2 separate regions of the Mus musculus genome follow, and region 2 is linked to region 1. Evidence: chromatin contacts called from public promoter capture Hi-C data. All regions are on one chromosome and are shown on one strand. The core of a region is the stretch at or near the end of the contact, and the rest is flanking DNA. Distances in the headings are between cores, read along the strand shown.

Evidence for each region. Promoter capture Hi-C pulls out the DNA fragments that hold promoters and counts their contacts.
Region 2: a contact with region 1 is called in a promoter capture Hi-C map of pre-B cells, with 2.2 times the contacts expected there. The contact joins the promoter of Kdelr3 here to the promoter of Pdgfb in region 1. A contact is called at or near these places in 2 of 39 promoter capture datasets (hematopoietic stem and progenitor cells and pre-B cells) and 1 of 115 datasets of contacts at active chromatin or transcription factors (pancreatic cancer cells).

What each region holds. Positions count from the first base shown.
Region 1 is chr15:80,012,052-80,016,957 of GRCm38.p6, forward strand. It overlaps Pdgfb (platelet derived growth factor, B polypeptide), which reads right to left and starts at 2,926. Exons shown (of 7, transcript NM_011057.4): 1 at 1,885-2,926. The coding sequence starts at 1,947.
Region 2 is chr15:79,513,952-79,518,857 of GRCm38.p6, forward strand. It overlaps Kdelr3 (KDEL (Lys-Asp-Glu-Leu) endoplasmic reticulum protein retention receptor 3), which reads left to right and starts at 2,457. Exons shown (of 5, transcript NM_134090.2): 1 at 2,457-2,689. The coding sequence starts at 2,599.

The DNA of each region.
Region 1 (4,906 bases), core at 1,676-4,175:
AAAATGCGTGCTGTGGAGTCCAGATCAGGATCTGGGGTTGTCCCTCCCTTCTCAGAACCCCCAGGAAGGAAATGGGGTGGCTACAGAGGCGGTGGAGTGCCAGAGCGCACTGAGGGCCCACCTGTTGCGTGGGGGCGGGCACCTGGCGCTGAGTGTACAGAGGGACTGTGCGTGCCTGTGTGCGTGCGTGGGTGTGTGAGCGCACGTGTACTCGGGCCGCGTGCGCGTGTGTCCCGCGTGTGCACGGGCGTGGCGGCGGGCGCGCGACCTGGCCTCCTTAGTGCGTGCCCGTCGCTCTGCGCTCCCGCCCGCGGGAGCGGAGCATCGCCTCCGGCCAGGAGTGTGCATGCGTGGGGTGAGTGAGCGAGTCGGGGGCCGGGCGGGGTGGGCTGCAGAGAGCAGCCGCGGGGTGCCGCGGTTCTCAGGACGCCCTGGCACCGGGCCAGCCTCCAGGTCCCCGAGGCGCGGCGCGGCGAGGCGGCAGCTGGGGCCTCCTGGCGTCCCCCTCCCCAACAGCTGGCCGCGGCCCGGGGGGCTGCTAATGAGGAGGGGAGGGGGTGCCGCGAGCGGCCTGCAGCGGCCCGGCCAAGCCCAGCTTGCTCTCTTTCGGGCTCCGGCCACGGGGGGCAGCCGCGGAAGGGCGGGGCCCCCAGGGCGGGCGGCCGGCGGCCCTCGAGGAGCCCCAAGAACAAAAGGAGACGGCGACGGCTCCTTCGTGGTCAAAACAACCTGCTCTGGCTGCGGCCCAAGGTCGGGCTGCGGCCTCGGAGCCCTCCGCTTTAACCCCTTCCCTGCCGCCTCCTGTCTCCTACGCTTGGCCGCAGGCGATCCGGCTGGCCCGGCGAGCAGTCGACTAGGTGTAGAGTCTAGACCTCCGCAGGAGAAGGCGGGACAGGACCCGGGCAATCCGCTCTCCTGGCCCTAGCCTCGCTCCGGCTCGCGCCTCCTCCTGCCCCGCCCCCTTCCCACCTGGATTCCCGGTAGACTTGCCAACTCACTGCTACGTGAGGCTGGGAGGGGTAGGGGCACTGATCCGACCTGATCGTTCCCGCAGACGTTTCCATACCCGACCGCCCTTGCAGCTAGGCTTCTGCAGGCGTGCGCTCCGCATCCTGCTTGCGGGGAAGAGAAGTGCTTCCTCTCGTAGGGTGCCGGCGCAGGTACTGCTGGGCCTCAGACACACACCGCCCCGGGGGCTAGATTCCTTCAGACCAACACCCCCCCCCCCGCGCGCGCGCCCCACCTCCAGTCCTGTCTCTACTCCAAGCGTCTGAACCTACCGTCTGTCTGTCTGCCTGTCTCTCTAGTGTCTCCGTCTCTCTTTCTCTGGACCCCTTGCGCCAAGATACAAGGTGCTTTTGGATCGTCCAGCATGACCCCAAGGTGCCCACTCTAGACCAGTGCAGAAGCTAGGGTGGGACCAAAACCCTTGCCAAAGATCTCTGGATATCCTGAGTTCGAAGGCACATACTTCTAGGGCAGGCCGGGTCCTGGGCAGAACCAAAGCCCAGGCTGGTTCTGAGGAGGACACAGGAGGTCTCGATGCCTTAGACACCCTAGATATCACCTCACCTTTTCCCCTTAACCGGGAAGCTTAAGATCTCTAGCTCCTGAGGCAGGGGGCAGGGCAGCACACACCTTCTAGGACACTAAAAGCTTTAGGGATCTAGATTGGTCCACTGGAAAGAAACCCACCGCTGCCTCCTCCCCAGGAGCCCAGCACCCCGGACCTGGCCTCCCAGCCCTTGGGGCCACCCAGTGCCCGGCGCCTGACTCACGCGCTGCAAGGCTCCAAAGTTCACTGCAGGGAGAGGAGGGGGCGGCCAGGCGTGGGGGCTGGGACAACCAGGGAAGGATCCAGCCCTAGCCGCCGTCGCAACTCACCTCGGCGCTGACCAGACGCAGGTAGCAGCAGAGAGGAAGGAAGAGCGCCCAGCAGCGATTCATGCCGACTCCGGGCCCGGCCCCGCGGGGCCCCGGACGCGTAGACGGAGCGCGCCGCCCCCGCGGCCAGGGTTGGGGGCTGGGGAGGAGGGTGGGCTCCGCTCGGGTCCCCCGCGATCAGGCGATCAGGCCGCTGCAGCCGCCGCCGCGGCTCACCCGCATGGCCCCCGGGCGCCGCCGCCCCCGGCCCCGGCTCCGTCGCTGGGGGGCTGGGGAGGACCTGGACAAGGGACCGGGGTCCAAAGCCGCTACCTGGGCGGATCCCGAGCCCACGCGAGCATCCACAGTCTGGGGGCTGCGTCGCGAACCAGCCAAGGCGTCTAGCCGTGTGGGGGCGCGCAGGGGACTCCAACCTCAGAGAGGAAAAGGAACACGGCAGCCGATGGTTCGTCTTCACTCGCCCGCTAAAGGCGTGTTCCTCTGCCTGCTGGCTTAGCTTTTTTGCAACATTTTCTGGAACGGACCCCCAGATCAGAAAGCGCAGAGCTGGGGACCTCCAAGCCCAAGTCTCCAAAAAAAAACTTTTTCCAAAGTTGGCTTTGCAGCGGCGGCCCGAACACCCGGGCAGGGAGAGGTGCAAACTCCCGCCCGGGCCGGGTGGCGGGGCGGGAGCGTGTGCGCCCTGGCGCAGGGCCCAAGCGGCGGGCACGGCTGCTCCGAGAGCGCGGCGCGCCCACTGCGCGCTGGGCTGGTCCGGGCCGACAGGTGGACGCGGCTCGGGTCAGTCTGTCTATCTACCCACTCGCTCGCCACTCTGGGCTTCCTCTGCGGGTTTCGAGCTGCGGCTGCTCCGGCTTTCTCGTTGCAACGAAGCTAGAGGGTGGGCTTTTTTTTTTTTTCCTCCTTTCCCTTTTGCGCGTGTGTGTATGTGTGTGTGCGCAAAATATCTCTCTGGAGAAAGATGGGCGCTGGCGGCCGGAGGGAAGCCCTCAGGGAGGCAGCGGGGGAGGCAGGCAGGCTGCTCCCGGCTGCAGGAGAAGTTGCCACCCTTCAGCTGTTCCGGCCTTTATAAAGGAGAAGGGAGAGTGCAAGAGGTGGGTGGAGACAGCCTTTCCTCTCCTGGCCCGGAGTCAGCGCCGGGAGGGGGCAGGAACCAAGGGAGGTCCTCAGGCAAAGACTGCTGCTTGAGGGGTCTCTGAGAACTACGCAGCCCCTGTGACTGTGAATCTAGCCTCTTGGCAGGAACTGAAGGTGAACTGCGGCCCCACCCATTAGCACAGTGTTTAGGGGCCTGTCTGCAGGGCCAGGACCAAGGCCAGGAGTGTGGCCCCTGAACCCCAGAACCAGACATCTGCAACCTGGCAGCTTAGATTCCATTGAGTCTAATTAAATAGCTGGGTCACCTTGGGCACGTCACTTTCCTTCTGTGATTCACCCTACATTCTCTAAGTGGGGGACAAAGTGTGTGGATTAAATGTCAGAATGATCAGAAAACATCCAGCCACACACCAGCCCCAAGGTTGAAGCTCTAAACCCACAGCCAGCGGGAACCCTTCAGCTACAAACTGGGTCTGCCTCTCCTTGCTTGTCGCCTGGCACACAGCATGCGCTGCCATGCCAGCATAAGCTGAATTTGAGTCTGTTGAACTGCAAAGTCACTCAACCCACCCCACCCCCAGCCCTGCACCATCCTCCCAAGGACTGCCACCAAGATGCTGCCTTCAAGTCACCAGGGTGTTTACTACCCCTCTCTGCCCCCCACCCAGTTCCAGGCCCAGAGGCTACCCACCCACACCAGCACTCTCACAGTTAACACCTTCCACCCCCAGCTCAGGGAACTGCTGTGTCCCTGCCTTCAGCAGTCACACTGTCACAGTGACACAGTCACACGCAAGCACGCTTGCCAGCCCAGCACCCACCACAAGACCGGCAGGCTCACTGCAATGCCTCCTGCCTTTAGGGCACCTTGCCCTCATCCACTTCTGCTGCCTGTCATCTCCACTTGGTCTGTATCCCCATATCCACTGAATGGTGCTGTTGCCTCTCATGGCCCTGGATGAGGTGGTACTGATAAGGAAGAACCTCTCGGGCCTCTTTACACGTGGCTCCAGGTACCCCATTTTTCCAAATGACTAGCTAGCAGAGTGGCTGGGAGGTAGCCTGGAGCAGGTGACCTCTAAGGTAGGTTAAGCTCACCAATGGTACCTTGATTTCCTCTTCTGTAACTCGGAGACATAACCGGAGGAGAAGAAGAATTGCAGAGGATCGTGGGAAAATGAGAGGGGGCTGGCAATGTTTGCCATCTCTGTGACAGTGGGCTCCATAGGTTGGGTTGGGGGTCTGGGGAGACCCCCATTTGGTAAAATGCTTAGAAGAGGAGCTGAGTCCAGTCCCAGAACTCATCTAAACAGGCATCGGGAAGGTAGAGACTAGCACTTGCCGCCCGCCCAGACAGTCTAGACCAATCTGTGAGCTTCAGGCCAATGAGAGACACTATCTCAAAAGACATTGACAGTGTTTCTAAGGGTGACACTGGAGGTTTTCCAGTCACCTGAACACACGCGCAGGCATGCACACACACCACACACATATACATGAACTTGGTTTTAAACTGATACGTGCAGTACCTTGATGCAGTGAAAGGGGTTTGCCCTCCTCACAGAGTGGCAGGAAGCATACAAAAGAGACTCCTCCCTAGGACCATCATCCAGGACAGACAGATATGTTGAGACAAGATGACAGATAGCCCTGTTTGGGTGGAAATAATTCAACACACTTGACCCCCGTGTCAGAAGACTTAGATATTTAAAAGTACTTCCTCCAGACAGCTGGGTGAACTTGGCCTTGCTCTTGCCCGATGTCCTTATCTGTAAGTACAGTGGTAGAGCCACCAATGAGCTGACCCTGCGTCCCTGCAGAGCTTCTATAAGATATGTTGTTATTTTATCTTACCACCGTGGAGACTGGCCCACATAGGGACTGAGCAACTTGGACTAGATCACACAGTTCTAGTAATTTATGG
Region 2 (4,906 bases), core at 1,207-3,706, 500 kb before region 1:
CTGAGGCCCAGAGAAGGGGCATGCGCAGGCTCACAGGCACAGTAGCAGACCTTGGATATGGACCAAGCCCTGCAGCCTCCCAGCCTGTTCTTTCCCTTCTGCCCCCGTGATGGTCACTTCTCAGGCCTCCCGACTTTGGCCCGTCCCCCTGCCAGTGTCTCCTGGGAGGAATTAAAGGAAGGGGAAGGTTCAGCCCCTTCCCTGCCTCAGGCCCCGCCCACAGCTGCGCTGCTTCCCGGACAGATGTGTTGCATGTGCTTCGTTCTCTCTGGCTTGAGGAGGATGTGGGCGCTGGAAGGAGATGCCAGCTGGCTGGGTAGCCTCACCTGAGAGATTTAAATAACCACTGCCTTCTGTGGGCATTGCTTGGGGGAGACATCTAGGCAGGGAACTGAGGGCCATTTATTTTCCCAGAGAGCCGTGGTCCATGTACCTCACCTGTCTGACCTCAGGGTCCATTCCCTGCCCCCTGGGCTCTAAGGCTGCACAGGGAAGGGCTGCCCAGTATGTCTAATGTGCTGCCTAGCACCCGAAATATATGCAAACCTCCCACAGATGCGCAAGCCCTTTGGCCCTCATCACAGGAACGCTCCTTGTCTGGTGTAAATTTTTGCTGACACCTGGTCATCCACCTCTCTGGGCTGAGAATTCCAACCCTATGGAGCTGGGCCTTGGGCTCTAGGCTGACACGATGTCCTGTGTGATCATCAGAAATGATAGCACCTCTCTGGGCCCTGGATTCTGTGTGTGGTGTGAGAATGGCAGTGCCCTCCCTACTTGGGCACATTGTTGAGATGGTGTCCCTCAAGCCTATACCGTGCCCGTGTTTTGTGTGTGTGCATCTGTATGTGTGTATGAGTATCTGAGTGTGTCTGTGTGTGCATCTGTCTGTGTCTGTCTGTGTGTGTCTGTGTGTCCATGTGTACGTATGTCTGTGTGAGTGTGCATTTGTCTCTGTGTGTTTTATATAAGCTTCCTCTGAGATTAAAACATTCTATCCTGCTGGGTAGCTCCTTAAGCAGGGAGGTAAACAACAACAAGAATAGTCTCAGGAACTCCCTGAAACTGAGCAGATTCCCTAGGCTCCTCCCTGCCAGAGTAAGCAGGGAGTAAGAAGACTCAGAACAAGAAGAGCAGCCTTCGAGAGATTTAGACCAACTGAGGCACCTGGGAAGGATATTCTCCAACCTGCTGAGCTGCCTGCAGGCAGTGGGAAGAGCTCCAGGTTCCCAGCTTGGTGAGCTGTCACCCATGCTGGGTGGGCTTTGGTGATGCAGCTGTCTCTGAGTCATTCCTGCTCCTGTAAGCAACCCTTCACCCATATTCCTCTAAGTAACTCCAGCAAAACTCATTAATTCATGAAGCTGGATATTGGTACTATCTGTACTTTAGGCTGTCGTGGGCTCCCTATCTGGGGTGAGCAGACAAGTGTGTTTCATCTCCCCAGGAAAGGTGTGTGTGTGTGTGTGTGTGTGTGTGTGTGTGTGTGTGTAGATTCACAGCAAGCTGCCCAGGGTCCCCCATGCTGCACCCCCCAGGCAGTGCTACTGGTCACATGCAAAGCCTCCCAGAACTGCTTTGTGCGGGGAGTAATGGTAAAGCAATGGAGGCCAGGAAAGAGTTGGCGAACACCGTAAGCAACAGATCTTCATCCTGCCGAAGCCTCTCCTGCACACAGAGGGAGCCAGACGAAGCCATTTCTTTAGGAAGAAACCAGCTACAGGAGGGAGGGGGGCTGGGATCAAGGAGAAGGCAGAAAGGCCCTTGGTTTATCGGTTCCATAGCTATAGATTAATAGACCTGTGCCCAGAGAGGATGCTTCACATAGCAATGGAGGCCTCCAGCCCACCTAAGATTCTTCCTACTCTATCCTGCCTGCCTCTATGCCGTGCTTGGAGTTTTTCCTGGTCAGTGAAGTTCTTTCCAGTGTCTTCCCACATGAAGAAGAGGGGGGCAGAAATGAAGGCGGTGGGCATCCCCAACACACTCAGCCTCTTTTACACCATTAGCATCTCCCTTGTAGTCAATACTGAAGCCCAGAAAGGGGACTCAGAGTCAGCCTCTCTCCCCACCGGAAACCATCAACAAGGTTATCTCAGAGCTAGCTCAGGTTATCTCAGAGTTTAACAGGTGATGGCTCCTTTCAGCACCACTTCCCGGGAGTTCCAACCTGGGAGGTCTTCCGCGGCTGAAAGCCTGCTTCCACCACCCAGGGCCCAACAGAGCTATGAAAGTCAGGACTTGAAGTGAGTGCCAGGCCCTGACTGTGGTTTCTGGGGATGAGAGGAACACTTGGTGCCTACGCAGGACCAGAGAGGGAGGGGCTCGGCTTGGGCCAGCAGCGGCTGTGTAAGCTGCCCCGCCTGTCGGCGTGGGGACGTGAGAAGCGCTGCTTCCTGGCTCCTGTCCCGCGCCTGGCCGCCCCGCCACGTCACCGCGCGGCCAAGGGTGCGCGCGGCGGGAGCGCGCCAGCAAGGAGGCGCGGCACCGGCCTGGGGCACCGCGAGGAGCAGGGACGGGGACGTGGCAGCGCCCCGCGCAACAGAAAGTTCCCTGGGAAGTTCTGCGCGACACGGCGCGGGAGCGGCGGGCGGGACCATGAACGTGTTCCGAATCCTCGGGGACCTGAGCCACCTCCTGGCTATGATCTTGCTCCTGGTGAAGATCTGGAGGTCCAAGAGCTGCGCCGGTGAGCGGCGCCCGGGGCGGGGCGGGACCGGACCATGGTGAGGACTTAGGCTCAGAGGGAAGCCGGGCGCGCGCGCTTCCAAAAACTTCAGCGAAGTTTTTCGACATCAGAGGATCCGGGAGATTATGAGGGAGCGTGGCTTCTGTCTCCATGAAGAGCCCTACCTCACGCTTCTCGCCCTATCCTTAACTGGGCAGCTGGCAGTATCACGGCTGCTGGGCGAGGAGTGGAGGGGGACCTTCCCCTGGGAGGAGACCATATTTGAAGTCGCCTTAGTCGTCGAGTCTTCATTCTCTCCTGCCTTTTATTTCCCCAGAGAGAGCCTTTTCCTGCCAGCTGGTGATATCAGCCTGGCCCAGGGATGTGGAGCTGGCTCTGAGTGGAAGGCGTTGGAGGGGCTCGCGATTTGTCTACAGGTCTAGCGGCCTTGCTGGGATGGGAAATATCTGGAGGCTGGGTTGATGATTTCAGTCCCCGGGTTAATAAGAAGCTGCCCATTGTCTTTCAGCCATCTCCGTTCCTAGCGTTCCCTGCCTGTCCCAGGCATGCAATTGAGTGTGAGCTCAGACTCTACCAGAGCTGGGGAGGCAGAGAGCAGCTGAGGGCTACGTGGACAGAGAGGATGGGCAGGGTATGTGCTCAAGGTACAGGGTACGGTGTTGAGAACACCCGTGCAAATACGTAGAAGCCACAGGGCATAGGGCATGTCCTGGGAAGGACACAGGAGGAAGAGGAATCCAGAAGGTAGGATGGACTAATGGTGAAAGGCTTTTTCCGGTCACATTCGGGATCCAGGATGAAGGAAACCATCGAAGAAGTAGGAGCAGAGGCAGAGGCTCAGCAGGTCTCTTGAGACTCCGGAAATGGAGGTTGAGAGCATTTTGAGATGTCACCTGGGAGGCTGATCAGGAGAGGGACTTGGTTGAGTATGGATCAGACACATTTTGGATCCAGTGGCTCTGGACTGAATTAGACGTTACCGGGGGTTTGTAGTAGTCAGTTGCCTGAGAGATCGTCTCTCACGGCCCTTCTGCTTGCTGGGCCTGTGACTTTGCTTTAGAGGTCCGGGGTAGGATTGGGGGAGTGCTTGTTACCTCCTCCCTCATCCTGTGAGGGACACTGTGCCCTGATACCCCAATGCCCTGCCTTAGGGAGCTGACCTACTGAGAGACCAGCAGAAAGCGACAGGAGGAGCAAATCAGTATGCGTTGCTGTAGGCGAAAGAAAAATGGCAGCTGGTGCCAGCCCCAAATGCCAGAGACACACTGGCCACTGTCCCACTGTCCTGCTGAGTTGTGTAGCCTGGGGCTTCTGTTTCCCTATCAGTCAGAGGGACTCACTCACGGTGTCTCTCTTCTCCTGGGCTTCTGGTAGGGATAGTGTTTATGTGTTTATGTGTGGAGCCACTATGGGTAGAACCCTGAGCCTACAAGGTTAAGAGGACTGGAGGATATAGTGGCCAGGTATCCCCCATGAAGCTGCTGCCTAGACTGTCCTAATAGGGCAGGTGCCTCTTTGGCAAGGGCTTGGTGAAGGGGCAACACAGCCAGCCCCACCTGGTCTAGGTCGCCTCCCCATCTGTGTCACCCCCTATAGGAGTTCCTTTATGGCCTCGTCTGTCTCCCTGCTAGGCTCTACTCAGGTCCTAGGTCTTGGTCACATGGCTCCAATCACATGTGCGGGGGATGGGGGGGAGGGGAAACAGGACTACTAGTGAGGAATGTGAGGCCCACACTCGCCTGCAGCCGGTATCTGGGCCCAGTGTTCTTCAGAGTGGGAGAGACCTTAGGAGTCTCCTCCATCATTAAAAATGTCACTCTGACTGGGTAGTGGTAGCACGCTCCATTAATCCCAGCACTTGGGAGGCAAAGGGAGGTGGATCTTCTTGAGTTCAAGGCCAGCCTGGTCTACAGAGAGAGTTTCAGGATAGCCAGGGCTACATAGAGAAACCCTGTCTCGAAAACATACAAACAAGACAAAAACAAAAAAACCATCCCAAGACTGCCCGTCACAACCAGAAGAGTGAGACAGGGAGTGTGGGCACAGGAAGGCAGAGTCACTACAGGGGTCACAGGATGCAGACCCTGTGTTCACTTGGAATAGAATCTAGACAAATTGCTAGGCTGGAGGGGGTGTGGCAAGAGCCAGGAGGGAGGATGGCCCAGGCAGCAGCTGGGACAAGGCTTTGGGTCTTTTAAGGACATTTGGAAGTCACAT